2 separate regions of the Rattus norvegicus genome follow, and region 1 is linked to region 2. The links are chromatin contacts, called in public Hi-C maps. All regions are on one chromosome and are shown on one strand. Each heading gives the region's core, a stretch centred on a gene start, on an enhancer-like site or on the middle of the called end of the contact. The rest is flanking DNA. Distances are from core to core; before and after follow the strand shown. Region 1 holds the start of Nabp1 (nucleic acid binding protein 1). Region 2 holds the start of Stat1 (signal transducer and activator of transcription 1).

What was found. A called contact is a pair of places that touch in the nucleus more often than the background predicts.
Region 1: a Hi-C map of liver shows a contact between it and region 2, with 3 times the contacts expected there. The contact joins the promoter of Nabp1 here to the promoter of Stat1 in region 2. A contact is called at or near these places in 3 of 12 Hi-C or Micro-C datasets (Schwann cells, frontal cortex and liver).

The regions. Positions count from the first base shown.
Region 1 is chr9:57,616,564-57,622,818 of GRCr8, forward strand. It overlaps Nabp1 (nucleic acid binding protein 1), which reads left to right and starts at 2,378. Exons shown (of 6, transcript NM_001014216.2): 1 at 2,378-2,649; 2 at 2,859-2,997; 3 at 4,661-4,732; 4 at 5,860-5,935. The coding sequence starts at 2,559.
Region 2 is chr9:56,948,895-56,954,301 of GRCr8, forward strand. It overlaps Stat1 (signal transducer and activator of transcription 1), which reads right to left and starts at 3,032. Exons shown (of 25, transcript NM_032612.3): 1 at 2,932-3,032; 2 at 2,434-2,619.

The sequences.
Region 1 (6,255 bases), core at 1,128-3,627, 670 kb after region 2:
AGAAACAGATGGACACTGTGACTCTCTTTCAGACACGCAGAAATTGTACAAGAAACCATAATATATGACTGGTAAGGTTAAAAAAAAGTCCGGACAAAATGTTATGAGCCAAAGAACCTCCCAAAATGTCATCGAGTTGTTTTTGTATGGCCTGGCTTTAAGAGTGGTTTGTATCCCCAGTGAAACTGTTAGAGAAAACTAATTTTTGTTTGTGATCAGTTATCAGTTTCAGTTTGGGGATAGAGGCATGAGTCTGTCCACGTCTCCCCTCACTGCTGGTCAGCGCTGAGAACCCACCTGGGCCTTACCTACACAGGGCCTGGGCTCCTGATGTTTGGGCCCTCTTTAAGAAATGTGTATATAATTCTGAGCATGCCTCTTAGTCCTTTCTATGAGGGCAAATGGTTGATAATTCAGGGAGTGGCTAGTCCCCTCACCCCCAAACCCCTGGCCACCACTTTGCTCTATTATCGTTTTTTGTTGTTTTTTTCAAGGTGGGGTTTCTGTGTAGCTCAGGTTGTAGACCATGCTGACCTTGAACTCACCGGTTGCTGTTGCCTCCGGAATGGTGGGACTAAAGGTATGCTCCACCTCCAGGCTGCTCAAATATTCTCAACATGGCTTGATGTCTATTCTTAAACTTTTAAAGAGCTCATTATCAAACCTTTTAAAAAAGGTTCCAATTTACGTTTAATGCACACAACTACTTCCTTACAAATACTTAAACATTCTCGATAATGTGATTATTTTTAAAAATGTTTCTAGCAATATGTCTATGCTGTTTGCCGATATTATCCTGAAAGGAAAACAGAAGCATGTTTCTTTTTTTAAAATTTATTTATTTATTGAGTCTTCAGACACATCAGAAGAGGGTATTAGATCCCATTACAGATGGTTGTGAGCCACTATGTGGTTGCTGGGATTTGAACTCGAGACCTCTGGAAGAGCAGTCACTGCTCTTAACCCCTGAGCCAGCTCTCCAGTCCCACATGCTTTGATATAGAAGTTCTCTATTTTCCACAGCATTTGCTTATATGACTGTCTATTATACTAGAATATACTCTGCTCTTTCCATTTTACTTCTTCAGTCTGTTTTGGAGCCTTACAATCACACTACTTCAACATAAAATATTTCTGGTTGAAGCCTCCTAGAGTCAAGATTGCCTAAATTGAAACCCTGTTTGGTTATTCTCTAGTGAGTTCTATTACTTGTAAAATGGGGTTAAAATTATCACTCATCACGAGACTAAATAACAGGTTATTATTTTCAATAGAAAACTGATGAAATGAAATATTGATCACGGATCTATTTGCTACATCACTTGGGCAATTTATTTATGACCCCATTTCTTCCCTTATGAGGTAAGGATCTTAGTTTTATTGTTCAGAATATTAAATTCTGGCTAGGAAGCTTAACCAACTATTTTCAAGTTCACACAATTAGGCACCAGCTCCAGCTTGTTTGGTTGTAAAACGTACACCCCTCCCTTTTAGGTTTTGTTTTAAGGTTCTTTTTCACCAGTGTATGATTAATTCACCTTAGTTATATAAAAGCCAAATTTAAAGAAAAGGGTTAAAGAAAAAATGAATTATCTGTGGAACTTAACTGTGTATGGTTATTATCAGCATGAGAACAGGTTTACAAATTGCTTTTAAAAAGACGACGTGGTGTTTCTGGGTCCCAATTTAAACACCTCTAAAGTAAGAAGTTGATCGCCAAGTTCCCTGCGACTTGGAAACTCTTTCTTGAGAGCCTTCAGTTCGATCTTTCTCTCCCTCCTTGATCCTAAAGGGCAAAGGTGACCGAACTGAAGGCTCCTGAGGAACTAGGTAAAGAAGCCTAAGTTCCCTCCGAGCAGCAAAAGACACAGCCCTACAGAAACCCGGAAACCTGCGCGACCGGCGGGAAGAGGGTGTGGCCGAGAGCCCATTGGACGGCCTGGGGGCGGGGCTTGAGCTGACAGCAGGGGAGGAGCTAGAGAGGCTGCGTGATCATTGGCGCTGGGCTCCGCCCCAGAGGCGTGCTAGTGGGCGTGGTGACGTCGCGTGACGCCATAAGGGGCGGGGCGCGGCTTAATAAAGCTGAGGGCGCATTCGCCGGTTGCTGTTTCGGACGCGGGCTGCGTGGTTGGTGTACAGCGTTGCTGTTTTGCTGTCACGTACCTTCCCGGAGCCTGGGACTGAGGGGGCGCGCGCGTGTGCGTGTGTTTGAGGGAAAGCGGGACTCGGGCAGGGCCGTCCCCTGTTCCCTTTTCCCTTAGCGGAGGCGGCAGTCTGCACGCTCGTTTGCTCGCCGCCCACTTGGGAGCGGTCTCGGGGTGCTTTTTTGATTTTGGAACTTGTGAGAGTCTCCCCCGACCCCCACTCCCCTCTTCCATTTTTTTTTCCCCCTTTCGGCTTGGCGCCTCTAGGGCTGGTTTCCCCGGCCCCTGAATAACCGCTTCCCGACTCTGGTCGCCAGGCCTGCCTCAGGTTGCCCCCGGCTCTGCCCCTGGCCTCGGAGGGTGGGAAGCCTTGCTTAGAGGGTCTCTGAAGCTTAGCCGCACCTGCCTCTCAGTATGCATGGGGTCAACGACCCTCCTCTTTTTATAAAAGACATTAAGGCCGGACTGAAAAACTTAAATGTCGTCTTTATTGTCCTGGAGATAGGTAAGTGAGGTCCGCAGCCCGCCCCACACCCTCGAGCGCTCGGACTTCTTCCCCGCCCGCGACCCCACGTGCTCCCAGCTGAGACTCCTACCCGGGGACAGAAGTCAGTCACGTAGCATGCCAGAGGAGGGTGAGACAGCTCTCTCGAATGGACTCCTTATCTAACACATCTTTCCTTCTCCCCTGTTTGATTTTTTAAATCTTCACAGGACGAGTGACCAAAACCAAAGACGGCCATGAAGTGAGATCCTGCAAAGTAGCTGATAGAACGGGAAGCATCACTATTTCTGTGTGGGATGAGATCGGAGGGCTCATACAGACAGGGGATATTATTCGATTGACCAGAGGGTAGGTGTGCATAAATTGGGGTAGGTGTGGGGTTGGCCGACTTCCGGGGTTCAGAACTTGCCGGGCTCTTCCATGGGCCACTTCAAGAAGTGAGCCGTTTTAGTGGACAGCATTGGGCAGCTCACCTTTCACAGCTACCTTGTTTTAAGTAGGGAATTAACTCCTATCATCCAATCTTAAAGGTTAATTTTATTTTGAAAATACCACAGAAGTTTGTGAGCCTTTATCAGTGAGGCCGATAAAGACCACATTACCCCTTTTTTTTTCCCCTTTCTTCGAGACTGGGTTTTTCTATATAACCTGGAGCAATTTCTATAGACTAATCTGTCCTCGAACCTACAGAGACCTGGCTGCCAAATCAGTTTTTTGTGCCACACCACTTGGACACATTTCCTTTTTAGTCACTCCATGTCTTCCACCTCCTTCCTTGTACCATGAAATCCTTTCAGTACCTTATTTGTACTCATCATTTAGGTGGTATGGACATAAATTGAATAGCTGGGGAATTTAACTCCTAATTTTGCCTTCATTTTGGAAACAGTGTCTCCTGTATTCCAGGTTCTTTTTGAACTTTAAGATGCCCAAGAGAATGACCTTGATTTTCTGCTTTTTCCTGCCTCCACTTCCCCAGGTGGTAGGATTCCAGGCGGGTACCGAAACGTCCTGGGGAAAGAACAAAATGCCTTCTGCATGCCAAGCAAACATTCTGCCATCTGACTTACAGTCCCAGCTTGAATTTAACATTTCTGTGGTCACATGTACTCAGCAAGATCAGTGTTTCATGAAAACCAAAATAAAACACCAAGTGGCAGGAGAGAGCATCTTTGATCCATTCAGAATATTTAATTGGTTATGGAGATAGAGTACTTTTTTTCATAGACTTGAAATTTTTACCAAATGTTGGTCTTAAGAGAAGTCCAGGAAAGAATCTTAGAAAGTAGAATATGGAAGCTTCTGTGATTGAGAGAATTGTGATAACTTTATTGGTAGCCATCAGAAAAATAGTTGGCAATTGCTGTTGGGCTAAGAGAATCTAAGAAGTATTGAGTCTTTGGGCAGGAGCTCTTTGATACTATCTTACAGGCCTTACAGCATTTTCAGGAAGTGAGGTAAAGTGTCATCAAAGCAGGAAGTGAGAGTCAGAACTTAGGCATCTTATTCTTATTCACCGAGTCATTGTGACATTAAATTACATCTTCTTAACTTTCATAGCTTTTCCCACAAAAGAGAATTGCTTCTTTTGGGGGTTATGGGGAGAACTACAATACTACTACTAATCATAATATGTTTTTAGTCACGAAGTTACCTTGGTAGTTGTACAAAAATACATTGAAAAAAACCAGACTTTGGTCTGATTCTGCTAACTCGATTAGATTATATTTTCCTTAGATTTAATGATGTCATTCACATTTAAAATTGTTCACACTAAACAATTGGTTTCATTATGTTGATATTAAAACTTGCAAAATTTGGGAAGGCCAGCAGGGCAAGAGGAAGGTTAGTGGTCTTTTTTTAGCTCCTTTATAAAGTTGTGCCAAACTTTGAGGAGTTTGAGAACTGCGATCTGCAGAAGTAGATGACTTATATCATCCTTGACCATGTCAATAACTATAAAAGAAAATACTATACATTCTACTGAAAGCATAATTTACTTTTCCTCTAGATATGCATCAATGTGGAAAGGATGCCTGACACTTTATACTGGAAGAGGTGGTGAACTTCAAAAAATTGGAGAGTAAGTATTAAAGTGCATTTTGTTTAATTAAATTTCAAATAATGTTTATAGAATAATTGGTAAGTATAAACTGTAAGCCACTCATTTGGCCTGTGAAGACTTGGCTTTATGCCGTAGGTAGGTAACTGTTTTAAACACTATCAGTTCTGCTCCCTGTGGTTGAGAAGGTGAACTTTTCCCAGCAGACCTGAGTTTAGACAAGCTCCAGTGGAGCCCTGTCTGTAACATTAGAAAAATGTGTCTTTCAGGTGTCATTTGAAGTAGTCTCTCTTGATTTACTAAAATAGAATCTAGACATGGGTTTTGATCTATAGTTTTCATTGTCTCTATGGATGAATTTGTACTAGAGTTAAAGGGACTTTAAGTAGTGAAAGTTGAAGCCTTCTGTTTGTCCTATTCTATGTATAGTACATACAGCCACAATTAGTGTGTGCCATGTGGGTAATGACTGCATCCTGACCTGCAGGAACATGTGGGGAGTATAAAAGTGTTTTAGTCTCCATGTTAGCCTACCTGTCTGGGTTTCATCCATAATGTGTGTTATACATAATGAGCCAAATTGTTAGTCCATTCTCTTTGGTTGCTAATGCTTAGATATATCTTAGTGCTCATTAGATTGGAGTAGAGAAGTCATAAATGGAACTAAAAAAGAGAGAGGAAAACTCATACCAGAGATGAATTGTGTCTTGGTTAATATGAAAGGGAAAAAGTGTAATCTGATTAAACATCAGAATCTGAGTTACCACTTCATCAGGAAGGTGATTGTTGGGACTGGTGTAGGTTCGTATGCAGAATGATGCTCCTTAGAGTCATGTGTTATGAAGGTCTGTGGGGCACAATTGCAGGATCTGGCTAGATAGTCATAAATACAGAGATTCTGCAATAATGGTGGTCAGCTAGGTAAAGAACCACAGGAAGTTACTCATTTCCTCATAGCTGTTCTTTGTCAGGGTCAATTTAAGATTTTCCCAAACTGGATCTAGTTCATTTTAGAATTGAAGAGCTATGATTGTTCTTAGTTAACGTGCTACTGTTAAGGTAATATTTGACACCTAAGGTTTTTATTCTTGTAAGTTAAGGAGATTATACAAAAAAGTTGAAGTCATTTAACTTGTCCTTTATTTCAGATTTTGTATGGTGTATTCAGAAGTGCCAAATTTCAGTGAGCCAAACCCAGATTATAGAGGACAGCAGAACAGAGTGGTAATTAATCAAAAAATATGGTATATTTTTAGGGTTGGGTTAAGTTGACTGTGTACCATAGTTCTGTCAGCAGGGTAAGCCTCTGATGTCCACAGTGTAATGAGAAGAATTATAAAACAATCTTGAGGACTGGGGATATAGCTGCACTGATAGCCTGCTTGTCTAGGATACATGATGCCCTGGGCTCTGCCGACAAGTACTGCGAAAGACAAACACTGGGGCATGTCTGAAGTCCCATCTCTTAGGAGGCTGGAAGTAGGATAGGAAGTGCAAAGTCATCCTGACTACATACGGGTGCGGGTGCGAGGCTACTTTAGGGA
Region 2 (5,407 bases), core at 1,782-4,281:
CTACAGAAAATATACCCTCAGGTATTTGTTCAAATGTCAGGGCAGATACTTTGGTAGCGTATTTCCATGGTAACCACCTCTGCCCTGGAAAGCACTACCCTTTCCCTTAATATGATTTTCTTCAGAGTATTTATCACGTGACTCATCACATGTTTTATCCTGTACCTTATCTTTTTTTTTTTTTTTTTTTTTTTGTCGGCAGAAAAGGAGATGGAACCATGTCAGGTACAAAGGAGGTATCCAGCAACTATTACATTAAAAACTAATTAGTACTTTTTTTTTTTTTTATTAACTTGAGTATTTCTTATATACATTTCGAGTGTTATTCCCTTTCCCGGTTTCCGGGCAAACATCCCCCTCCCCCCTCCCCTTCCTTATGGGTGTTCCCCTCCCAACCCTCCCACCATTGCCGCCCTCCCCCCATAGACTAGTTCACTGGGGGTTCAGTCTTAGCAGGACCCAGGGCTTCCCCTTCCACTGGTGCTCTTACTAGGATACTAATTAGTACTTTTTATCAAGCAAGTAGCTATTAGACTTAATATAGTTCACAAGCACTTCCTAAAGCTTTTTCTACAAATTATAGTATGTTGTAAAGCTGGCATTTTATGACTATTACATTTTACTTATCGTATGTGCATGCACACATGTATGTGTACAAGTGTGCTACATCACACGAGCGGAGGTCAGAGGCCGGCCTGCAGGAGTTGGTTCTCTCCTTCCGTCTGTGAGTCCCGGGAACGAGATGAAATTCTCCAGCAGAGCAGCGAGACCTTCTACCCACTGAACCGTCTCGCTTGCTTAAGTTGACATTTTATATTTATGACTCATAAAGTCAAGTATTTTTGTTAAACACATTTTAAAAGAAATAATTTTTCTTTTGTGCCTGAAGCAAACAATAAATCTGACGCAAAGAAGTCCCAAATCTCGGTACTGATTTTGTTGTTGGCTTTTTGTTTATTTTTGTTTGTTTTAGTTTTTGTTTTAATATGTGCTGGCAGGCACATGGAGAGGTCAAAGTTAATATCAGAATATCAGCCTCAATCCTTTCTCCAGTTTATTTTTTTGAGACTAGCTCACCAGCAAACTCTGTGTTCTCCAGCACTGAAGTCAGAGATGCAGGTCAGTACGCCTGGCTTTCTTTTTTGAGTTTGGCGATCCAAATTCAGACCCTCAGGCTTGCACAGTGAGAAGTATTTGCATTAAGCCATCTTCAAGAGCCCCTAATAATGATTTTTAAATAGGAACAACGGCCCAAGCCTGGTTGACTACACCTGAAATCACAGCACTTGGGAAAGCTGAGGCCAAGCAGGCCATGAGTTCAAGGTCAGCCTGAGCTACACACAGAGCACAAGCCTAGCCTACAGGGCTACACAGTGAGTCATTAGCTCAGAAAAAGAAATGTCTTTTTTTTCCCTACAGCATTGCCAAATGCCATTTCCAAGGATAAAGTAATATTTATCTCTTCAGATAACTTTTACATTGTAATCCTAAAGGTTAAAAATTACAGCAATCCCTAATTTAAGGAAGTCTTAAGATTCTCTAGAAACCATCATGTGACAGGGTACACACCACTACACACTGGCACCACCACAATTCAGAGTGGTAAAGAGACTGTGGTACTGCCAGACCTCTGAGTAAGGGTCTGAAATTTGACGTAGCATGTGGAACTGTGGATAAATACCTGTTTTCAAACACTCATGTGCTGAATGAAGTCGTGTCTGCTGCACAAATGTCCCTCCAAAGTATAGTAAGGAAATGTCTAGACTACAAAGCAAGCCACCGTTTCAAATACCATTGGAAAGGACGCCAGCCCTCCACTATGGCATGAAACCTGAGACTGGCAAGACCCGGCTCAGAGTTCAGAGTTGGCTCTTTCCCGATTCCATGCCTCCACCAAACTATCCTCCCAATCTAGCCTGCGCTGCAGACTGGACCACACTGCTTCCAGCAATCAGAGTTCTGTACAGATGGCACTTCTAAAGCTATCTGTCACTGCCACATCTAGCTTTCTTTGTTGGGGTTTGCACTGTTTTTAGAGCATTAGCTCCAACCTTCCTCGCGGGAAGCTTTGATTGTCTGCTGTGGCGTAAACATCAGAGCCTCAGACGGGATATATTTTTGCTATAGCGTCCTCTGGACCCTAGAGTGCCAGGAATATGGCCTAATCATAAGTGTTACTTAGCGCAGGACCGTTTGTTCAGCTGAAACCTTGTATGTATCAGTAGGAGTGGGAAAGCAAAAGACAAACCCCATGATGAAACTACAAGTTTGAATCCAGGATCCTCATTGAAACACCAGGATTCAAGTCATTTCTCCCAGATAAAAGCAACCTTCACCCATCCATACACCTGCCCCTAAACTTTTAGGTAGTGTTCCGGAAGCATTTTAGATAGTAATTATACCATTAGCGGTTCTACAGGAACTAAATCCCACCTTTAAGTTTTAGAAAGCCGGTAAGAGCTGAGATTCCAAATACTTTCGTGTCCACGAAGACTTACTGGGCTGTCTCCGGGTGCAGACTGGGGGTTCAACACAAGCGACCACCACACACAGCAAGTTATATGCCTGTTGCATGCACGGAGTGGCGTCGGCTCAGAGGATGGAACAGTGTTGATATGACTGCGAAAGGAAGGAAACGTTACAGCGGTGGAAAGAGCCGGCCGGAGGTGAGGCAAGCAAGAGTTAAGTAGGAAGGTGCAGTGTCTTCCGGGAGAAATGTTATTGCACAAGTCATTTTACCCTAGCAGTGCAAACGGCGGGACAAGGGCGCCAGCGCCAGGAGCTGGGCAAGCGGTCCCGCTCAAGTTCTTTCTGCAGCATGACAGGTCATCTGTGGGCAGCAGACCCCAGTCCCAAGGGTGTGGGGCGCCTCACTTCCACCCGCATCCGCACCCACATCAGGACCCGGACCCGCACCCCGAGCTCACTCACTGCACTCAGGAGCTCGAGTCTAGACAGATCTCCCTGCGCCACTCAGCTACGTCCCAAGAGGGTCTGAGGGGCGCAGTCCCCGAGGTCTCCAGGGAGCTTTGACAGGCCCAGCGCAGAAAACCGAAAGTACCGGGCAGGAGAAAAAGCCAGAAGGCGTCCCGCCTCTTTCCTCCTCGGCCAATCAGCGGCTGGGATTGGCCGGCTGTTCCAGCAGCGTAACACCTCCCCCCGTGCCTCGGTAGCGGCAGCCTAGCCTTCCTGGCCCACTCTCCCCACCCCGCGTGAGAAACGTGGGGCTCCGCTGCCCGGTGCAAACCGCAGACTGGAGGTTCTGTTTACACGGTTGGAGAAAAACGAAAGGAAACTCTGTGCTTGCACAGGCTCAGTCTTGGAGATCCTGCAATAACGAGCTGCTTCACTGCGGACTCAGAACTGGGGACTAGAGATTAACCTTTTCGTTACTAAAGCCAGAGCTTAAGTTACCAACTTAAAAACTTTCAACACCGTGTACTTGGCCTTAACTCGGCAGTTAGGAAGAACTTGCCCTTGCAAAGGACAGGGGTTGGATTTGCAGTGCCGTCATGGCGGTTCCCAACTCCAGTTCCAGGGTATCTGGTGCCCTCTTCTGACTTCCACAGGAACCAAAGCTGCATGAAGGAAGCAAAACAAAAATTTCATGAAATGAAATGAATAAATCTAATTAAGATGTTTAAGAAAAATAAAACTTTATACAATTGACACCTCCATTACTGTGCTCTGCTTAGCCATCATGATAACTAAGCCATAAGGACCTCTTTGCTCCTTCCTGTCTCGCTGGACTTCCCTATGGCCTCGATCTCCATTACTAAACCACTAAAAAAGAATGTAAGAACCTTATCTTTCTCCCATTGTGCCTTTGATGTCCTTCCTTGTAACTTCCATGTTCCAGAACTCTCCTAGATGTATACTGACGCCAAACTTCCTCCAAATGCCACAGTTCTCCTGTCCTTGGATATCTCCTGAGTCTGTAAACCAACTGTACTCAAAATACAAGTCATCAGCTTTCTCCTCATACTTAGTCTTAGTTTGAAAACAATGCGGGCCAAGCTTAGTTGTCCATTTAGTCCCCTACACTTGGTCCTCAAGTCTCAGTGGATCCAGCTCCTGTTTCTACTTCTTCCACCACCCCATCCTCATACCTGGATCATTTCAGTGGCTTCTCTGATGACTGCCTAGCTTTGGCTTTTGGCTTTGGCTCCCACTTAATTCATCAGACATCATTTTGGTGATTTTTTTAAAAATCTAATTGCAAAGTTGATCATGTCATACCAATCTAAAAATTTCAATGATGGGTTTTCTTGCTTTTAGACAGTTCAAATTTCTCAATATATTCTATAAAGCCGTGTTCCCTATCACTTTCTTTAATCTCCGTTTGTGCAGCTCTTTTCATTGCTTGCTACAGCATTTTTATTCTTTGAATAAGCAAAACTCTTTCCCCAAACTCAGTCTTCTCATCAGCAGTATTCTCTTTGAAAAGTCCTTTAAGCCAACGTCTGTATACTCAAATTCTTTGATGGGTAACTAACTCATGTCAAAACCTAGGATCAGCTGGGTGGTGATGGCATACAGCATTAATCCCAGTACTCAGCGGGCAGAGGCAGGCTGATTCCTGTAAGTTCGAGGCCAGCCTAGTCTAAAGAGTGAGTTCCAGGACAGCCACAGACACACAGAGAAACTATGTTTTGAAAAAACAAAACCTAACCAACCAACCAAATACACAAGCAAAACCAACAAAAAACTCTCAAGTCAAATGTAACTTGTTTACATAGACATCATAGAGGCTCAACTAGGTCTCCTAAGAAGGCACACCTAGAGAGTCAACTGGTTCCTTTAAACAGATGGAATTTGAATCAAGCCTTGGACAACGACATAACTTTAGGTAGCAGAAGATCTAAATAATTTTCCAAGGATGCACATATATGTGTGCATGTATATTATAGACGGATATAGTCTATTTCCTTGTCATACATGCATGCTCACACAGGTAGCACAGGACTGACTCCTGGTGAAGACCCCTGCCTTTCTTCCTGTCTGGTCTCTCATTGTCTAATTACCTAATCACATTTGTCTGTATTTTCCCTCAAGGGTTTCACGTTTTTGAAGTGTCCAAGTCTTATTATCTGTAAGAGTTACAGTTTCTGGAAGGAAATCACTTTCTGATTTTGTAGGTTACCACCATATAATACATCAGCTGTTAAACTGGTCAGGGGAAAGCCCATGAGGTCTCAACCCACCTCCCCTCAAAGAACTATAGGCAACTGAGGAAAGCTGGGAACAGGAGTGGTTTTTCCCCACAACTGGTTGTCTGAAGGTCAGCCCTAAAACCATACAACTGAACCATACAACTATGCTAACTGAAGAGATTCTACTTATGTTATACACGTACGAGAACAATTGGTGAAAAAGAGAGGCCATGCTTCTGAAGGAGAGCGGGGAG